Regions from separate parts of the Sus scrofa genome. Here regions 1 and 2 are each linked to region 3. The links are chromatin contacts, called in public Hi-C and targeted proximity ligation maps. All regions are on one chromosome and are shown on one strand. The core of a region is the stretch at or near the end of the contact, and the rest is flanking DNA. Distances in the headings are between cores, read along the strand shown. Region 1 holds the start of CD58 (CD58 molecule). Region 2 holds the start of GDAP2 (ganglioside-induced differentiation-associated protein 2). Region 3 holds the start of TRIM45 (tripartite motif-containing protein 45).

What was found. Hi-C and Micro-C count contacts between places; a contact is called where the count stands out from the background.
Region 1: a contact with region 3 is called in a targeted proximity ligation map of skeletal muscle, with 2.9 times the contacts expected there. A contact is called at or near these places in 1 of 47 Hi-C or Micro-C datasets (brain) and 2 of 2 datasets of targeted methods (alveolar macrophages and skeletal muscle).
Region 2: a contact with region 3 is called in a Hi-C map of heart right ventricle, with 4 times the contacts expected there. A contact is called at or near these places in 1 of 5 promoter capture datasets (fetal liver) and 1 of 47 Hi-C or Micro-C datasets (heart right ventricle).

The regions. Positions count from the first base shown.
Region 1 is chr4:104,169,489-104,172,188 of Sscrofa11.1, reverse strand. It overlaps CD58 (CD58 molecule), which reads right to left and starts at 1,362. Exons shown (of 7, transcript NM_213795.1): 1 at 1,278-1,362. The coding sequence starts at 1,347.
Region 2 is chr4:102,877,448-102,880,187 of Sscrofa11.1, reverse strand. It overlaps GDAP2 (ganglioside-induced differentiation-associated protein 2), which reads right to left and starts at 1,445. Exons shown (of 14, transcript XM_021090826.1): 1 at 1,299-1,445. WDR3 (WD repeat-containing protein 3) reads left to right here and starts at 1,552. Exons shown (of 27, transcript XM_021089970.1): 1 at 1,552-1,631.
Region 3 is chr4:103,611,743-103,614,442 of Sscrofa11.1, reverse strand. TRIM45 (tripartite motif-containing protein 45) reads right to left here and starts at 1,261. Exons shown (of 6, transcript XM_001929343.5): 1 at 1-1,261. The coding sequence starts at 390.

The DNA.
Region 1 (2,700 bases), core at 113-2,612, 560 kb before region 3:
CCCTGTACATTCTGCTCCCGCATCTTTCTTACTTGTGTCCTCCTCTTGGAATCTTTTCCCCACATCATGGCATGTCCCCTTACCACCTGTCCCCAGAGGCCGGGTTCAAGTACCCTCCCTTCCATGAAGTCTTTGCTCCGCAAAAGATATTTGGTTTCACAAAAGGTGCTACTGCCTTCCCTCTGCATGCCGACGGCACTTTATGTTTCCCGCTTTTACAACATTCAGTTCTGTGTCTTTCAGTGTGGGTACTTTTGCAGCATATCTCAGCCTCCCACCCCCCTCCCAGGCTGTCCTCCATAGCCAGTGCACCTCACAGGCACCCAATAAACGCTGAACGCAGAGTGGAAAGGGAAGGCTGATCCAGTGGACGTGCCGAGGGGGCCAGCAGTGGGGAATCCCAAGGAAAGAAGTACTAGGTAAGGGGGTTGTTACTATGCCCCGGAGGTTTGGCTATGACTTAACCAGGGGCCTGAGTGGGAAGAGACTGATGAGGTTGGGGAGGGAAAAAGTGGAGACCAAGATACCTAGTCCACGGGGCTGTCTTGACGGTTTAGCTGAAGACGTGCTAAAGGGATGAACGAGGTCCTGCACAGTTACTAGTTAGTCATTTTAGGTTCGGAAGGAAAGGGAGGGCCCAGGGGCACCTGCGGCTCTACCTGAGAATCCTCAATTGAGGCCCTCATCTTCTGGCTGCAGGCCAATTCTGAAACTCCGCCCCCGGCCGGGGCGCGGGGGGTTTGGCCTCGGCCGCAGCCGGCCCACCAAGCCTGGGAGGGCAGACTGCGCTTTCCGAAGCCCGGGGCGGCCCGCCCCGGACGAGCTCACAGGCTGCGGAAGCTCTGAAAGTCCGCTCAACTTCTGGGCGGCGGACCCGCGGGCGGGAAGTAACTTAGTCCTTGAGTCACACAGAATAAGGCCCCTCTTCCGAAAGAATACGGACTGGATGAGTGAGGACCGCGGTGAGGGTGGCGGGTTACGAAGCCTCCCTAGAGGAAGGCAAGCGCGCAGGGCAGGAGAGCAAGCCGGGGTCCCGTTTTGTTTTTCCCAAACAGGCTCCAGAGCCTGCGGTCCAAGTTTCTTGCTGACCACCCTAGGGAGACTTGTGGATGCCACCACCAGGTCCCGCGCGCCGGCTGCGTGCCCCCCGCCACCCGTGCCATCCCAACTTGCAGCCGCCTTGGGCCGCGCCCGTCCACCTGGCCCCGGAGCCCTAGGGCCACTGACACCGCGCGCCGCCTGGTCCCCGCGGGCTTCCCAGAAAGGCCTCCACTCACCCAACCAGAGCAGCAGGAAGATCACGTCGGGGGCCCGCACGGCCCACCTTAGGGCTCTCCCCGAGGCCATGGCGGTCCGGCCTTTCTCTGCGACAAGGACCCAGCTCCGCGTCGCCTCCGATGGCCGAAGAGGGCCGTCCCCACCCCCGTCCCCGCCCCGGTCCCCGCCCCGCCTCGCCTCGCCTGGCTCCGCCCCAGTTTGGGCGAGTCTTTCCTCCTTCCAGAGAACGCGGTCCGACCCCGGTCTTGCCTGCTGTTCCGCCTCCACCCGCTCGGCTCAGAGGAGCCCTCCCCCAAAAGTGGCTTGCGTTTTTACAACCAGGTTTATCCTCGTTCCTCCCGCACCTGTCCTTGGCGTTTTTGGAACGTGATAAGAGGCCCCCATAGCTGGGGGTGTCGGATGGCCGAGAGCTCCGCCCCACTCTCCTGGGGGTGACAGTAGAACTCCGGGCTGGAACAGGGAGGTTCCACAGCGCCGTATTTCCTCCGCGTCTCCAGCAGCCGCGGCAGCGCAGAGCTCGCTTTTCCTGCCAGCGTCTCTGCTAGGACGGCTCTGCACGAGACAGCCTCGCTGAACCACAAAGGCACGTCGGACACCTGCTGGAATGTGCGGTTACCTCGTGCGGCCTCTTCCCCCCTAAGCACCTGACTCCCCTCATTCAAGCGCAGCCGCCTTTCCTTAAGATTGACCCCCACCCCACACTCCCTCACGGTAGCTGCGATTTCCAGCCTTGGGTTTCTCCCTTCTATTTCCTCTTTGTTTTACTCTTCCTCCATGTCCACTTCAGACTCGCCCTCGAGCTGCTCACTCCCTCACTGTTTGGCCTTCCCAAATCCCTCTTCCCAGGCTGCATCGGACTCACCGTCTTATTGGCTAGACTCCTACCTTCAAATCCGTCTGATCCCAGACCCCCTGACTGTGCTCCCAGAACCAGCTCCTGGCATCAGCTTTCCTGTCAGCCCCCTTTCCTTCTGAGAGAAGCATCAGAATGACCCCTGCCCAGCTGTTGCTGTTCTGGAAACTCTTCCTCACCATGTGGGCAGGAAACTTCTCCCTGACCTGGACTCCTGACCTGGATGGACTCTGTTGTCAAATAAACACTAACCTGTTTGCCAGTAGTGAAATAGTGGAAACCTGCTTTAATCTTGCTGTCACTGCCATCATCCTCAAGTAGGGACCCCCAAACCACACAAGACACTCGAACTACACTCAAAGTCATGAATTAATTCTTAAATTAGCCAGGAAATGGTAAAAGCTATCTATCTGTGAAATTTCAGGGACCAACGTCTTGTACCATAAAGCCTGCTACCTTCAGACATTCCCTATCACCTGTAGATATTGGTGATACACAAGGCAGGGACAGTGTGTAGCACAAAATGTGAGAAGATCAAGTGTCTGCCCTGGGCTGCTAAGAACTCGGGC
Region 2 (2,740 bases), core at 196-2,695, 730 kb after region 3:
CAGAGAGTAGAAAAAGGGAATTACATAATCAGACACATTAATCGGCCAAGAATACTGAAATGAATGCACTCATGACAAAACTTCCACTGAGCCTCTAAGGGGACAGAATTTTTGTGTCTATAGAAAAAATTGTTTTAGTACTGACAGTATTTAAATAGCTTTCTTAAATCAGTAATTCAAGGGGTGTCTTCAAGATGGAATCTAGACTATAAAGTTTTCTACCGAAGCAAAGTTTTTCTCATATATACGCATTTTTCATCTATATAATACAATTCACATTAACTATGAGATATTAACCAGACACGCTCACCTAAGTTCTCCTTTCCACCACCAAACTTACTGAAATAATAGTCTGTTGTCACAATTTCCTCCCTTAACCATTCATCCAACCCGCAGTAATCTTTTTTCAAATACCTAAACAGTTACAATTACTTTCATCTGATCATATACATTCTTTACAATTGCAATTTTCTTGAATATAGAAGACTAGCTGAACATGTCTTAAAAACTCAACGCTTAAAGAAAATCGGATACTATAGATAGAAGTCTTATTTCAGGGCTGGCTGCAGCTATCATACAATAAGTGAAGGCAGAGGCTTATTTCTTCTATACTGTTATATGTTAGCTTTAATTTTTCACAGCTACAGACATCAGAACTCCTTTGTGAACACTTCTATGCAGTTCAAGAATAAGATCGGACAGAAACTGCAAAAGAGAAAAAAGCCCACTTGGTGACAGAGCACTTAAAGCCTCAATTACCATTACCAAGCAAGGAGGAGTCAGCTCCGGTCACTTCCCCCTCAAGCGGCCAAGGAGCGGAAACTGAAAGCCAGACCAATGTCACTCCAGGGACTGCAGGGATCCAGACAACTCAGCATCCTGGGCTCATTGCCTACCCAGCTCTGATTCTAGCTGCTCTCGGTCGGTGGAACGCCCAGTCCACACAGGCGACCCCAAAAATTCGACTCTGGGGTTATATAACTCCAGGGCTCCCGGCCGCCCTAATTCACCTGCACTCCAAGGTGCGCGCCTCCCCAGTGACTCCAGCACCACTGTCCTAATGCCCGGGTCTACCTACTGTATATCCTCTGGTGGGTAACTCGTCCCCGACAGCCCCTCGGACCAGAGGAACCTGACCAACAGCGGGGAAAGAAACGGCAGGTGCATTTTTGCAAAGAATGAGGAGAACCAACCCTCTCGGTCCGCACCCCTAACCTGGGCCGAGTCCGTGCGCCTCCCGCCGCTCCCCCGGCCCGCTCTGCCCCGCCCTCCCTTCCAGCCTCCGTCCCGCCTCTCACAGCTCTCTGGCGGTCCCATCCGGGCGGCAGGTGCGACGGGTTAAGTTCCTCGTGGAAAGCAGCCGAGTCGCATCGCCTGACAACCTGTGCCAGCAGCTCAGTGGTAAACGCGAGCCGAGTCCCAAGAGGCTGGAAGGAGCAGTCGCGGGAGCCCGGGGCTGCAAAACACGGGCTTCCGCTCCCGGCAGGCATCCGCCAATCAGAGCCTTGCTCTGACGTCATTTCCCCTCGAAGGCAAAAGGAACGTTGGGCGGAAGAGGGACCTGGAGCGGACCCGGAAGGGGTGGGCCCAGTGGGCGGGTCCAATCAGCCCAGAACCTCGTGGAGGCCCAGGTGCGTGCAGTGGTCTCGCGGTGGCAGATCGTCTTTGCTCCGCTCCTTTGGTTTGTTTGGTCCTGACTGAGGCCTTCGTGGTGCCAGTAGCAGACAAGCCAGGGGAATTTGGGGGCCCGTAGCTAGGGTGGAGGGGAACCTGAGCTACTGCGAGCGCTTCACTGCTGTCCCGGGGGGCCGTCTGCGGAGCCTGAGGCTGGCGCGTGCGGTGTCGAGCTGGCTGACCCGGGGCTTGCAATGCTCGCCAGAGGATGCTCCCGCAGCGTGGTGGGTGTGAGGAATCCCCACCTCACTCTCTCCTGACTGAAGTCGTGGTTTAGGGGCGTCTGACAGGTTTGTTACCGCGGCCCAGCCTTGCAGCGCATCATAGAAGCATGTTTTGGGGGGCTGTGGGTTAGGAAGCATGGATGTTAGGGGCTCAGAGTAGCGTTATCTCGTGAGCGCTATCCAAAAAGCGTCGAGATCTGTGCACGTTAGATACAAGTGACCAGTTCCAAGTTATATGGAAGATCATTGAAGTACTGAAGCATTGGAAAAGCTTCAGGAATTAGACTAGTCCCGAGGGAAGTGGGCCTCAGAGGATAACACTAATTAAAATAGGTAGATAGGAGAGGAATATCATGAAGGCAAGGCACAGCACAAGGAGGGTAACCAACTAGCCTGACAGGAGAAAGGTTATGTGAGAAATAAAGAGGGATAAATGGGTTGAGTTTGGGGGAACTGAAAACAGTTTCGCTTTTTCAAGGGCTTTGGGATAGTGCATCTGATAAAATTAGGTCGTATTACGACTTTTAAATGAAAAACCTGGAGGCGGTGGTGCTGCATAGAAAATTGGTGCAGGAACCCAGTGATTAAGCCACTGGAACAGAAAGTTGTGGAAAGAGGGAAAAGAATCCTACTTCAGACAGGACAGAGGGTAAGAGAAGTAGTTTAGTGGTTTAAAGAAGAAAATTTGGAGTTTGACGGGATTGTAATCTGGCTTTGGCACTTAAAACCAGCTGAATGACTTTGGGCTAGCTGTTTCATTCTATGTGCCTTGTTTCCTAATCTGTAAAATGCAGGTAGTAACGCACCTATCTTGCAAGGTTATTGTGAATTTTTTTTTATAC
Region 3 (2,700 bases), core at 12-2,511:
GCCTTCCCCACGCAGACTCTCCAGCATCACATCATTCATGGCCAGGTGGTCTATGGTTAAAGCCTTCACTCCACCCATGGGCAGGTCCACCTGAGCATCACATACCGGACAGAGGATGCCGATCTGCGGCTGCAGAGTGCATGGCTTGAGTTCCTGGAATATTGACCCCTCAGAGCTTGTGTCAGAGTCTCCCCCACGGATGTCCACTACTGAGAAGGGTTCCAGCTGCTCCAGACAGGTGGTGCAAACTGTGTGCAAACAAGGCAAGAGCCTGGGGGTCTTGAAAAGCCCCATGCACAAAGGGCAGTGAGTCTTGCCTGAGTTCCCAGGTGTGGTCCCACATGGGAGTTTGCCCACGAAGCCCAGCAGCGGCTTCCTGTTTTCTGCCATATTCCCCACGTTTGTGCTCAGTATCAGAAAAGACCCTGGGCAATTCTATAATGAAGTAGTAGGTGATTAGGCCCACCCAAAGAGAAAGTTTCCAAAACTTGAACAGAGACCATGGGGACTCTCTCTTTGGCAAATCAAAGGGCAAAAAGTTAGAGGATTCCTTAAAGGAACCGCCCACAGAACTACTCAACAGGGCCCCCTCCTTTGCAAGGCATCCCATACCAGACACGCCCACGGCCTCCTCTAACCCCCTAAATCCTCCGAGGAGGCGCTTCCAGGTCTAAGTCTCCTGCTAGACTTCTGAACCCCTGCATCTCTAACACCCTCTACTATCACCCCCCTCCCGCTGCCACCCGTCCGGCCCCGCGCCAGACACGCGACAAGTGCCGTCCCCGCCCTCGCGTGATGCGGTTGGGGGGCCTCCCGCTCCTTCCCCCAACCCGGCCCTCCGCGGAAGGCACATGGAGGACGAGGGTGCTGCGAGGTCTTGCCGGCTCTTCGGTTGCCACCGCCTGCCCACTTTCCGGTCCAAGGTGGTGCCCGATGGCTCCGGCCCTTTCTCACACCAATCCCAGTCGGGGGCTACTCGGGCGAGTCCAATCACCTTGGGAGAGGCGCGGCCTTCGCCGCAGCAGGACCCGCCGCCCTTCAGAGTGACACCAGCGGCACCCAGTAAGCTTTGGAAATTCCACATCTTGGCCGGTGCCCTCCGGGAAGGGGCGGGATCAAACTAAAGGCAGGAGGCGGGGCTGTCTGCGGGGTTAGTCCTCGGAAGAAGAAAAGACTGAGGCTGGGAGTGAGCGGCATAGTACAGCCGGCGTCACCGTTTTACGGTGACTGTCCCTTTCTCTATGGCTGCGGCGATCAGAGAGGCCAGAGGAGCACTTAAAAAGCCGCGCTGATGGGCCACGGGACCGCCTCCCCCGCGCCCTCGGATTGGTCCCACGATCCCAGTTTGGGCCCTCCCATTGGTGGGTGGCGCTGTCAGTTGGTGCCGGGCTCCGCCCGGGGCGTTGAAAGGGGAGGTGTTTTCCTGGTTGTCGAGGTTTGGGATGTGTGCGGTTACTGGCGTTTCTTCTCCGAGCTGGTGTCAGCCTGAGAGTTCCCCTCTGGGCTTCCCAGCTTATTTTAGCTCTGGAGTCCCTCAGGACTAGCGGGCTGGGTACAAGAGCTTCTAGAAGAGGCTTGCTGGCTCCTGGCGTTTTCCGACCCAGGCTGGTTCGGAAGACCCCTCAGGGAGACCGTTGCACCGAGGTCTAGCGTTGCCTTCGTCCGGCCAGCGCCCAGGAGCCGACTCCCCGTTCCCTGGAGTCGGAGAAGCAGTTTTTTCACCCATCCGGGGCAAGAGGTGCGGATGACTAAGGGGTGGTTTTTCATTCAGAATTCTACAGCTTTGTGTAAGAGAAACAGGGCACGTTTGTCCCCCCGTTTTTATCCGTCAGGGAGGGCCGGTGGCTGGTCACAATGGGGTAGTGGAAGGTGTCAAGGAGGGATAAGCCCTTTGTGGGCTCACAAACTAAGGGGAAAATGAACCCATCAGGCACCCTTTCCTTCGCGATTCACAGTTTCTTGGTCTCCTTCTTTTAAGTGTCCTCAGGAGTCTGCTGATTTAGCCGTATCTGGGATTTTACCTGGGATGTAGGCCTTTTATCTCCCAAGTTCCACACGTGGTAACCCTCTGGCTTCTTACCCTCCATCTGTTCTCATTATCTTCGGCACTTAAGCCCCTGGAGGAGGCCTGATTATCTACCTCACAGCTCGCTTTATTCATCACCTCTTGGACTTGATTTGGACCCAGTGGGCAACTGTCTCACTGATGTCTTCATTATCCATTCCATGCTATAGGCACAGTGCCTGGAGCCTAAGCTCTTTTAAAAACAAAAAAAAGTAGAATCTAAAACAACACTCTGAAATATGAAAAGAAAACTATAAAATCAGAAATTGGAATGTTTGGCCATTTCTAAAATATGTTAATGAGTCAAATGCCACTTTTATATGTAAATTATATGTAATTTCCTAAAGGAAGCATGCCGGCAAAGGTCTTAAAATAGTTCTTACCTAGATTTTTTTGTGGCTTCTTGTCCTTCTCTGTACCTACTGACTCGGAATCTGCTTTCTCCACTCCAGTATGAAGTCAGTCGCAGCAACTGCAGACTTGGATTTGTTATATATCCTTGCTCTGAACTTCACCTCAACACTCCCCGATGCCTTGTGATGCTTTGCTTCATCTCTTATTCATGCTCTTATCATATTTCCCATGGTAGATGTTACAAGCTTCTCTTGTCTAAGAAGTGCTTTATAATTTACATG